Linked DNA regions of Gossypium hirsutum: region 1 is linked to region 2. A link is a contact called in public Hi-C data. All regions are on one chromosome and are shown on one strand. Each heading gives the region's core, a stretch centred on a gene start, on an enhancer-like site or on the middle of the called end of the contact. The rest is flanking DNA. Distances are from core to core; before and after follow the strand shown.

What was found. A called contact is a pair of places that touch in the nucleus more often than the background predicts.
Region 1: a contact with region 2 is called in a Hi-C map of leaf, with 1.9 times the contacts expected there. The contact joins the promoter of LOC107926657 here to the promoter of LOC121211346 in region 2. A contact is called at or near these places in 3 of 34 Hi-C or Micro-C datasets (hypocotyl, leaf and seedling).

What each region holds. Positions count from the first base shown.
Region 1 is chrA12:16,036,864-16,042,012 of Gossypium_hirsutum_v2.1, reverse strand. LOC107926657 (G-box-binding factor 1) reads left to right here and starts at 2,351. Exons shown (of 12, transcript XM_041083899.1): 1 at 2,351-3,013; 2 at 3,191-3,328; 3 at 3,408-3,455; 4 at 3,562-3,648; 5 at 3,741-3,830; 6 at 3,942-4,081; 7 at 4,190-4,244; 8 at 4,393-4,441; 9 at 4,708-4,907; 10 at 5,099-5,149. The coding sequence starts at 2,945.
Region 2 is chrA12:15,881,789-15,886,693 of Gossypium_hirsutum_v2.1, reverse strand. It overlaps LOC121211346 (ATP-dependent DNA helicase DDM1), which reads left to right and starts at 1,832. Exons shown (of 16, transcript XM_041084081.1): 1 at 1,832-1,960; 2 at 2,194-2,280; 3 at 2,562-2,825; 4 at 2,913-2,990; 5 at 3,321-3,673; 6 at 3,761-3,950; 7 at 4,081-4,256; 8 at 4,649-4,718; 9 at 4,810-4,905. The coding sequence starts at 2,212.

The DNA of each region.
Region 1 (5,149 bases), core at 1,102-3,601, 150 kb before region 2:
ATTTCAGGATGAAGTTCAATTAGGAATTGCAGAAATAGTATGTGACGTCGCGACGTTAAACGTATTTCATCGCGATGAAAATGACCTATAATGTCACGATGCGACGAGAGACTTTGTCTTCTCGACAAGGCCAAAACAATATGTCACGACGCGACGAGGCCAAAACCTAATTTGATCGGTTTAGTATTAGAGCTTTCGTAAGTTCGTATAAGTCTTGAGAATAATTATTTATCATATCACTTGCTTATATTACTCGTATTTGTTTATCTAATGATGTGAATTGCATTTAAATTTGATTTTAGTTGCTCCGAAAATGAATATGACACCTTGTAACTTGGATCCGGCGATCGGCTCAGGTATGAGGTGTTACAGTATTTGTGTAGGTAAACTATTTTTCTCATCAATTTACAATTAATTTTTCAGGGAGGGAGGGCTTACCGAGAGAGTGATCTAGGTTGGCGTATAGGATGAGGTTGCAACTTTGTAAGTAAGTTGAACTTAAATCACATCTTGCACTTGTTGATTTATAGTTGATTACTTTTTGAGCAAGGGCCCGTAGGTATAAGAAGTTTTTGAAATATGTAACCAAACTTTTGTATCCATATCTTATTTTATAACTATTAGACAGTTTGTCAAGTTACAACTGAACGAAACCTAAAATCCGAATTTAATGAATTCACAATTGATATCAAAGTTAAACACTTGATGTATTAAGTGGATATCATGTCATTTATTTGTAATTGAGATGAAATGATCATTAATCTTAAGACCCACCATGCTGGACGGAACAAACTATGACTCTTGGAAGGTAAGAATGATCTCAATTTTGACTGGTTGGAAACCACTATCCAGTGATTTAATTAGTGTGAAGACTTCCAAATATGAAGTAACTTGGACCAATGATAAAGAAAAATTGACTAATGCGAACTCCAAAGGCCTCAATGCAAATTTCTATGGATTTGAATTGATCCTCAAGAATTTGGACGAATCTCTAAATGCTTAACTACTAGAAGAGCTTGGACTATTTTCAAAATTGCTCATGAAGGGACTAGTTTTATGAAGTAGTCTAAACTTCAGATGTTGACGGTAAAATTTAAGACTCTAAGAATACAGGATAATGAGACCTTATCTGAATTCTATGCAAAGCTTTGTGACATCTTAAAAAATTAATCTTTTGCCCTTAGTAAAGAATACTCAATTTTGAAGCTGGTGAGAAAGGTGAATGACTATTATTGATGGAACAAATGACATTGACAATATAAGAATTGATGAACTCACTTGTTTATTGTAAGCCTTAGAGATGAACCTTGATTAAATCCAATCTCATTAATTTTTTTGACATCCCAAGCATACCAAACTCGAAAATGGTCTCATCGAAATATATCTAAACCATAGCTTAACCTAAGTTCAAAGTTAGAAAACAAACATTTTATAAGAGATTCACTCTTAATTCTTCTATAAATATCCCTCGTTTATGATAAAAGGGACACAAGATCCATCATTAGTTACCTTGTACTAAAACATCACCCTAAAACTTCCACCTCGGTTTTTCTATAGATTGACAATTCTTAGGCCCTATTCTTCGACATCCTTTATTTGTCATAAATGTTATTATTTTTCATCTGTCCAAAATTATCACACTAATCTCATTTACGGATAATATTTGAACGACGTGGAAGCCACACAAGCCCAAAGCCCGAAATGGATAGTGACCGTAAATAGTAACAAAAGAGAAACGATAGCCAAAATCACCCCCCAACCAAAAGAAAAGAAAGAAAAAAAAACGACATAGTTTCGACAGGAAATTTAGCAAATCCTCTTGGGATATTTAAACTCTTTGACTCCACAGTAGAAATTGATGAATCATCCATTTGAATGGTTTGTCATAAGCCTGACCCACTTAAACCATCCCACCTGTCTTCCTCTTTCTTAGCACGTGTCCCCCGCGAAACCCTAACACCTTTCCCTTCTCTTTCTTCCCCATTTCCTTACCTCCTCATCGACTCACTCTTCCCATTACAGCTACCACGCACACCATCACACTGGATCACTTCTTTTTAACTCTACCAACTACCCAAGTTTGTTTCTCACCCTCCCAAACTGTTTCAAACGCCAATTATAGAAACAATAATTTCTTCTCTTATTTTTCACTTATGTTGTTCTTTTTAATCCTCAATTTTCAACCCTTTGATCAAGGAAATACTAGAAGGGGGAAAAAATTTATATAAATTCCCTTCCACTTCACTTTCCCCTTCAACGCCTTTAAACAGGTCTTCCTTTCTTTCTTTTTCTTCTTAATTTTGTTTTTGTTTGTAATTTCAGAGCATTTAGAAGCTATTTTTTTCCCTCTGTGTGTGTGTGTGTGTGTGTTTCTTCATTAAATTTGAGTTTTTTGTAGTTTCAAGATCTTTTATCTCATGCTTTAGTTTTTTATTATGTAGTTGGACTTTTGCTAATTTCTTTTTCTTCTCTGAACTTTAATGTCCAGTTTTTTTTTTCTTTCTCATTTTAGCTTTGCTTATGTTTTTTGACTGCTCACAATCCCTGCGGGTTAAGGCCTGAATATTAAGATTAGCTCGTATTCTTTGTGCTAATAATGAATTAATTAATGCGTTTTGTTTTGGAAATACGAGGGGTAAATGTTGACAAACTTTAAAACGGATACTGCCAATTTCTGCTGTTTCTTCTCACCTTCTAAATGTTTGGCTAATATATGAATTGTTGAAACTTGTACTGTTTCTGGAAGGTAATTATGGGAATTGAAGAATTGCTTTGTTTTATTATTATTATTATTATTATTTCAAGGTTGTCGGTTATGGAAGAGTTGTTTTGTGATACTCTACTTTGTTTCCGATATCACAAAATCAGTTACAAATATGGTTTTCTTTGTCTCCTTAACTTGTTAGGACAAGAATAGATGTTTTGTTTTCTTTAAGTTAGTTTTATGGAGGATCGAAAGAACCCATGTGGTTTTCCTTTGGAAAGGTTAGGTCTTGTGCTGAACCATACACTGGTGAGCTCGGTTTGGTTGTACTATCGTTCTTGTTTGAAATGGTTTAACTTTACCATGCCAATGCCGAACTCTATTTGTATTTATGTTCTATGCATCATGTTTTGGCTCATCAACGTAAAAACTTTGTCAAGGCTCGGTTTTGCTTTCTGATGCATGGTTTTCACATCGGGGTCGCAGGTGCTTTCTAAAAGCGGTCGAGGACATACGGATTTGATTCTTGATTTCTTGAAATTAAGACGTTTACATAAGTGTGATATGGGAACGGAAGAGGAGAGCACACCAGCCAAGCCTTCCAAACCTACTGCCTCAACTCAGGTTATTTACGTATCATTCTTGCCTTCTCATCGCTAACGTGTGGGTTACTTGTGCTGACATATTTACTTTGTACTTATAGGAAATGCCAACAACAGTGTCATATCCTGATTGGTCGACCCAAATGCAGGTTAGTGGACTAATGCCCTTGAATCATGGGGTTTTATATACTTTCTAATTGTTAATCTCATTTATGTAAGTAACCATTTGAGCTTACAACTCTGCTTGTTGTTTAGGCTTATTATGGTGCTGCAGCTACTCCTCCATTATTTGCCTCAACCGTTGCTTCACCAACCCCGCATCCATACATATGGGGAGGCCAGGTGATATGAAAACATGATTTCGCAATATTTTGGTTCTTTATTTGATGAGAGATATGTTCTTACTTTTTTCGTTTTTGTTGATAATCTTTCAGCATCCTCTAATGCCTCCATATGGTACCCCGGTTCCGTACCCAGCTGTATATCCTCCAAGGGGAGTGTATGCGCATCCTAATATGGCACCGGTAATTAGTTTTTTCTTTCCTTATTTGCTTCCTTTTGCTGTTTGTATTTCTTTTAGACTCTCAGTTACTACGTAAAGTAAATGCCTTTTTCTCTTTCCAAATTGTCTATAGATGCCAAGTTCTGCACGGAATAATGGTGCTGATGGAAAGGATCGGGGTGTGACCAAAAAGCCCAAGGGATCTTCGGGAAGCAAAGTTGGAGAGAGTGCAAAGGCCACTTCAGGCTCGGGAAACGATGGCGGCTCTCAAAGGTGCATGATCCTTTTGATGTTTCAGTATTTTTTTTCCTTGACACAATGTTCACATTCATTCTTGACATTGGGTTTTAGCTGAAAAAAGTTATTCAACTTTTGTAACAGTGGTGAAAGTGGCAGCGAGGGTACATCAGACAGAAGTGATGAGAGTAATCAACAAGTATGTGCATAATTGTTCCTTATTTAATTATCATCAACGGCACTGACTGCTTTGGGTTTTCAGATTCCTTCATCAACATGCTTTACTTGCTATCACGTTTATGCTCAAAATTGTCCTTTCTAATGAATATGTACTCCTTTTTCTTTAGGAAGTCAATGCTGGCAAAAAGGGAAGCTTTGAGCAGATGCTTGCAGATGGTACTTTAAGTTTCCATATCTAATTTCTTGCTTTTGTTTTAGGATAAATAGCAAAACGAGCTTCAGATTATTTTGAAAGTAAACAAACTTACTCCCTGGAAATGTTATAAAACCCAGAGTGGGGAAATTGTACTGAGGGACCAAGTCCAAGTGTATGAAAAAAAAAGAAAGGAGCTTAGTGAGTTCTGGTAATAGACTTGGGGGTCGATTTTGTAGATTTTATATACTGTGATAGTTTCCTAACTACAATCACCTGTTATTACCAGCCAATGCACAGGGTAAAGCTGCTGGGGCTTTAGTTCCCGCAGAACCCATAGTCTCTATGCCTGCAACTACTTTGAATATAGGAATGGACCTATGGAGCGCTTCCCCTGCTGCCACAGGAGCTGCAAAAACCAGACCTAACGCATCTGGCACTGTAGCCACTGTTCCTGCTGGCGCTATGATGCCTGATCAGTGGATTCAAGTATGCGCTTTTCTTGGTGATTTTCGTTTCTAATTTCACAAGTTCATTCCTTAGAATTCACTCAATTTCTAGCCAGTTGTTAAAACATGCCTTTTTCTTTAAGTTAGAGCATTCGGATGTGAGTAGATGGTTTGGTTTTCAAGATAAGTAAATTCAGTTTTTATCTAAATTGGTGATGTGGGTTCTTGCAGGATGAACGTGAGTTGAAAAGACAGAAGAGGAAGCAGTCTAACAGGGAATCT
Region 2 (4,905 bases), core at 583-3,082:
GTTGTTTAATATATTATTACATGTCTTCATGTTTTTCGATTAAATTATGGTTAACAAAAAGGTCAAACTTTTTTTCAAGAAAAGGATTTCAAAAAGTAATAATGATCAATCAGTTCCTCAACCTTCTATTATTAATGAAGAAAAATCAAATATCAGATCTTCCCAAACTCCTAAACGAGATATCAAGTCTTCTCAATCTCAAGTTTTTGAACGCGAGACCGAATTTTCTCAATTTCTTGAATGAAATATCACATTAAAAAGAAGATCGTTCAGATTTATTAAAGTAAAATCCTGAATCCATTTGTGCACAAATCGGGCTATTAAAGACATTTCCTAGTCCAAAGATTAACAACACAAGAAATTACATTATGACACAACTTCCACATAGAAAGACGTATATTTTGCTAGGTACCTGTGTCATGGGCCGCAGTTCAAAACCCGTGACCATCACACCAAATGCATCCAATAGAGGTCTATTGTGTAGATGGGGATCATTTGGCTCGTAAGAATTGGCCCGATTTGATAACCTGTTGGAGAAGCCTGTCAAATTGAAGCTTGGTTGGCTCGATAATGAAGATATGGCAACTTAGGCTATTTTGGTAACTAATCTTAGAAGATTGATAGAATCATATCTTGTAAAGATTATATTAGATTTGATATGATATATCTTGTAAATCCCATGATTTAAGTGATAGGATGAATTTCGTCTGTCGATTATTGTAATCTTGACAGTCAGTTTTGGGGGAGCTCAACTATAAATAAAGAGCCTCCCCTCATTTGTACTCACTCCATTCATTGTTTCATTATTATTTGTGAATAAGAGAATATTGAGAGCATTTACTCAAACACCTTGTGCATTCTTTCTATTGTTCTTTTGTTGTTTCTTTTGGCATAAATCACTTTCGCTATACAAATTGGTGCCTTGGAAGACTTCTGAAGGAATCCTCACTTGAGTAAAGGCTGACTTAGGAGAGTTTGGACGAATGAATCACCTAAGACTGCACGGATCGTGAGACTAAAGATCTAGCCCCGTGACACCTGTAGGTTCCTGATAAACTTCCACGTGCTAACATCAATAACAAGATGGTTTAGTTGTAGAACTATTACAAAATTTATTAAGCTCCTTATAGCCTGATTTGACAAAATAAACCCCAGAGGTATTACGAGGCCACTCCAATCTATCCCGCTCATCCGTATTGTAAACAAGAATCTCATGCTCCCTTAGCCACCTTGCAATAGAAGTTAAATTCCAACTCTTATATTCCTAGCACAAGATTTCAACAACTATAATAGGTAAAGGTTCATTTACCTCATCAGGATGTTCCAATTTACCCCCACCTCCATACAAAAAAAGAGTATGGTGTATCACCGTGGGATAGTAGTTATGTTCCAATTTATGTTCTTATTAACCTAAATAAACATAAACCAATAAAATCATATGGAGAAAAAAAGCCAAATATATGTACTATCAAACGAGACACACAATATTACTATTAATCAAATAAAAAAATTTGAAAAGTTAAATTAAAAAAAAAAAAGAGATCATTTAGAAAGTTGAAGTCCCACACCGTTCCTCGAAAGTCTAAAAAAGGAAAAAGGAAATCATAGTGGAAGGCACAAAGCATGCCCCAATTTTGGGAACCCATAACCTACCAGTAAAGGCCACATATTCTAGGCCCAGAAGAATTTTACATTGACTAAAATACCCTTCCAAGAATGAGAAACAGATTTCAGTCCAGTGTGTTATTTATGGCACAAGTTAGGGGCATTTCTCAAACTTTCATTTTCCCGCCCAAACCTACCAAGACAGTCAATTAGAAAATAAATAAAAATAATTAATGTTTAATTTTAGTGCTCCACTCGTGTCGAAATAAATTTCACTCTCATTTACGCTCTGCTCTGCTCCACTCTACTCTGCTCGCTTTTCCTTTTCGACGTTTCCGACTTTCGATTCTCTCTGGTATCTCGCTGAGAGTGGAAGCTCTTTCACTGTATTTTGAGTTCTTTGTTATACATTTTGTGCTTTTACTTGTTGGAGTGGCGTTTCTTCGCTTTCGACGATTCAAAACCCTAGGCTGGTTTCTGTATTTGGTTGAAACTAAAGCTTTAGTCTCATATGTTTTAATCTCTTAGAATTTGATTATTTCCTTTTTTATATTCATTTTATTGATTTTTTTTTGTTTTTGGTGTAAGGACATTTAGGGTTTGGAAATGAGGGCTGAGAATGGAAAGGGAAATGGCGTTTCTGCTGAATCACCGACTTCGGTTCTCGAAGATGAGGTTTGTTTGGATATACTTTATCTCTTCTTTTTTGTTCTCGGTAGGGTTTTGGTTCCTTGTGGTTTGAAAGGTTTTAGTGTTTTTTCACTGCTTATGTTTAGTCGTTGAGAAAGTGAAGAAAAATGTAAGCTAAGAAAGTTGAAAGGAAGATAGAAAGTTTCAAATATGATCTTCTATTATGTATTAAAACACACTTTTAGGTCATTTGTAGGTTTTTGAGGATTGAAAAGTGTTACTTTTTGTTTTTATATAATATTTTTTTTATTCTTACAAAAATGTAGGAGAAGTGCAAAGAGGAAATCACTAAGTTGGAGGAGGAATCAGTTCTAGACGCCAAAAATGGAGATACTTCTCTTTTATCAGAGGCTATGGTCGAGGAAGAAGAGAAGCTAAGGGAAGCTCGGTTGAAAGAGGAGATAAAACAAGGGGAGCCTGAAGAGTCAGTGCACTTGAATGATACTCAGTTTACTAGATTGGATGAGCTTTTGACCCAAACCCAGATGTACTCAGAGTTTTTGCTTGAAAAGATGGAGGACATAACATTTGTATTCCGCTCTCACCTTTCTTTTGGGTACACTTTTACTATTTTAATTGGTCTGGTTTTTTCTGATCATCTGTTATAATATTGGTAGAGTGTACCTAAGCCTGAAGCTGCTCAGACAAAGAGAGGTCGAGGTTCAAAAAGAAGAGCTGCTAACCAGTACAACAATGTATTCTTTCTGCTTTATTTACCCTGTCAACATGGAATGCCTACATATCATATACGTACTATCACAAAATTAGTTGTGTTTATTCCTTCGTCTTCTTCTGTTATTGCTTGGCTTGCTACGTATGCAAAATATTCAGTTCTCCTGTTCCCTCTGTAACAATTTTGGTTTAACTCAATAGTTCTTGTATGCCAATAGTTCATTTGAGAACATTGTAAGTATGCAGGTTGTATGTTTCTGATTCACTGGTAACATTGAGATCCTTGTAATTTAAATTGAAACCTTGAGTGGTATTAAGCCACTATTATGTGATTTCCTTTCTTTTTTTTCCAGAGGAAGGTCAAGAGGGCAGTTGCAGCAATGCTTACAAGGTCTAAAGAGGGAGAGACTGAGAACGTTGAAGATGAAAACTTGGCTGAGGAGGAAAAAAATGAGAAGGAGCAGGGAGAACTTGTACCATTGTTGACTGGTGGAAAATTGAAGTCTTATCAGCTTAAAGGTGTAAAATGGTTGATCTCCTTATGGCAAAATGGGCTAAATGGGATCCTTGCAGATCAGATGGGTCTTGGAAAGACAATTCAAACGATTGCTTTTCTTGCACATTTGAAAGGAAATGGGATGGATGGGCCTTATTTGATTATTGCTCCTTTGTCGACTCTTTCTAATTGGATGAATGAGATTGCAAGGTAAAATCAGTTGTTATTTTTCATGTATACAAGCATAAAATCAAATTTCATCTTTTAATTATTCTTTCTCCTCTTATTGTTAAATAGGTTTACGCCCTCAATTAATGCCATTATTTATCATGGAACTCAGAAAGAAAGGGATGAGATTCGTAGGAAGCACATGCCTAAAGTAATTGGCCCCAGTTTTCCAATAGTTGTTACTTCTTATGAGATGGCAATGAGTGATGCAAAGAAATTTTTGAGGCATTATGAGTGGAAATATGTTGTGGTTGATGAGGTTAGTAGTATTTTATCCCAGATTGTCTATAGCCTGGCTAACCCTTCTGGCTTTACTTCTATATATGTGAAAACTTGAAACTTGTGGATGCGCAAATGATCCATTCAAACTGTTATCCTTTTTCTTATAGGGGCACAGATTGAAAAACTTCCAATGCAAATTAGTGAAAGAATTGAAACACTTACGTGCTGGCAATAAGCTCCTCTTAACTGGAACACCTCTGCAGAACAATTTGGCAGAGCTATGGTCATTGTTAAATTTCATTTTGCCTGATATTTTTCAATCTCATGAAGAATTTGAGTCATGGTATGTTGTTTAATCTTTTCTTAGTCAACTCTTGAGTTTAAAATATGGTATGAACTAACACATTAGCTTACTAGTTACATTGTCAAGGTTCCACTTCTAGTAATTGCCCTGTAACATTCATAATCATGGGCTATTCTTCCAGAATTACTCATTTAGCTTACTATATTGATTTCTAATGTTAAACTGAGTGCATATCTTGAAAACCATGGTCCTCTTCTCTAGTTCTTTTGGCCTCTTAGGTCCTTAAAATTTGCTGGCAGGGATGTTATGACGTTCTTTTTTAGGGTTTATATTCTTTGAATTATTGATCCATTTGGCTTTTTCTCTTGCTGGATGATATTTGCTGCGTTGTTCTACTGCTATTTCATTTATGGAATGGTTTAAATGTTTAGGTTTGATTTTTCGGGAAAAAGTAATGGTGAGGTGTCAAAGGAAGAAATGGAAGAGAAACGAAGGGCTCAAGTATGCACCTTTCTGACTGTTTTCCTTCCCCTACCTCTGAAACAACAATTATAAGTTAATTACAATTCTTGGCCCTTTTTTTTACTTGCAGGTGGTAGCTAAACTCCATGCTATATTGCGCCCCTTTCTCCTTCGAAGAATGAAATCTGATGTGGAACAGATGCTCCCTCGTAAAAAAGAGATCATA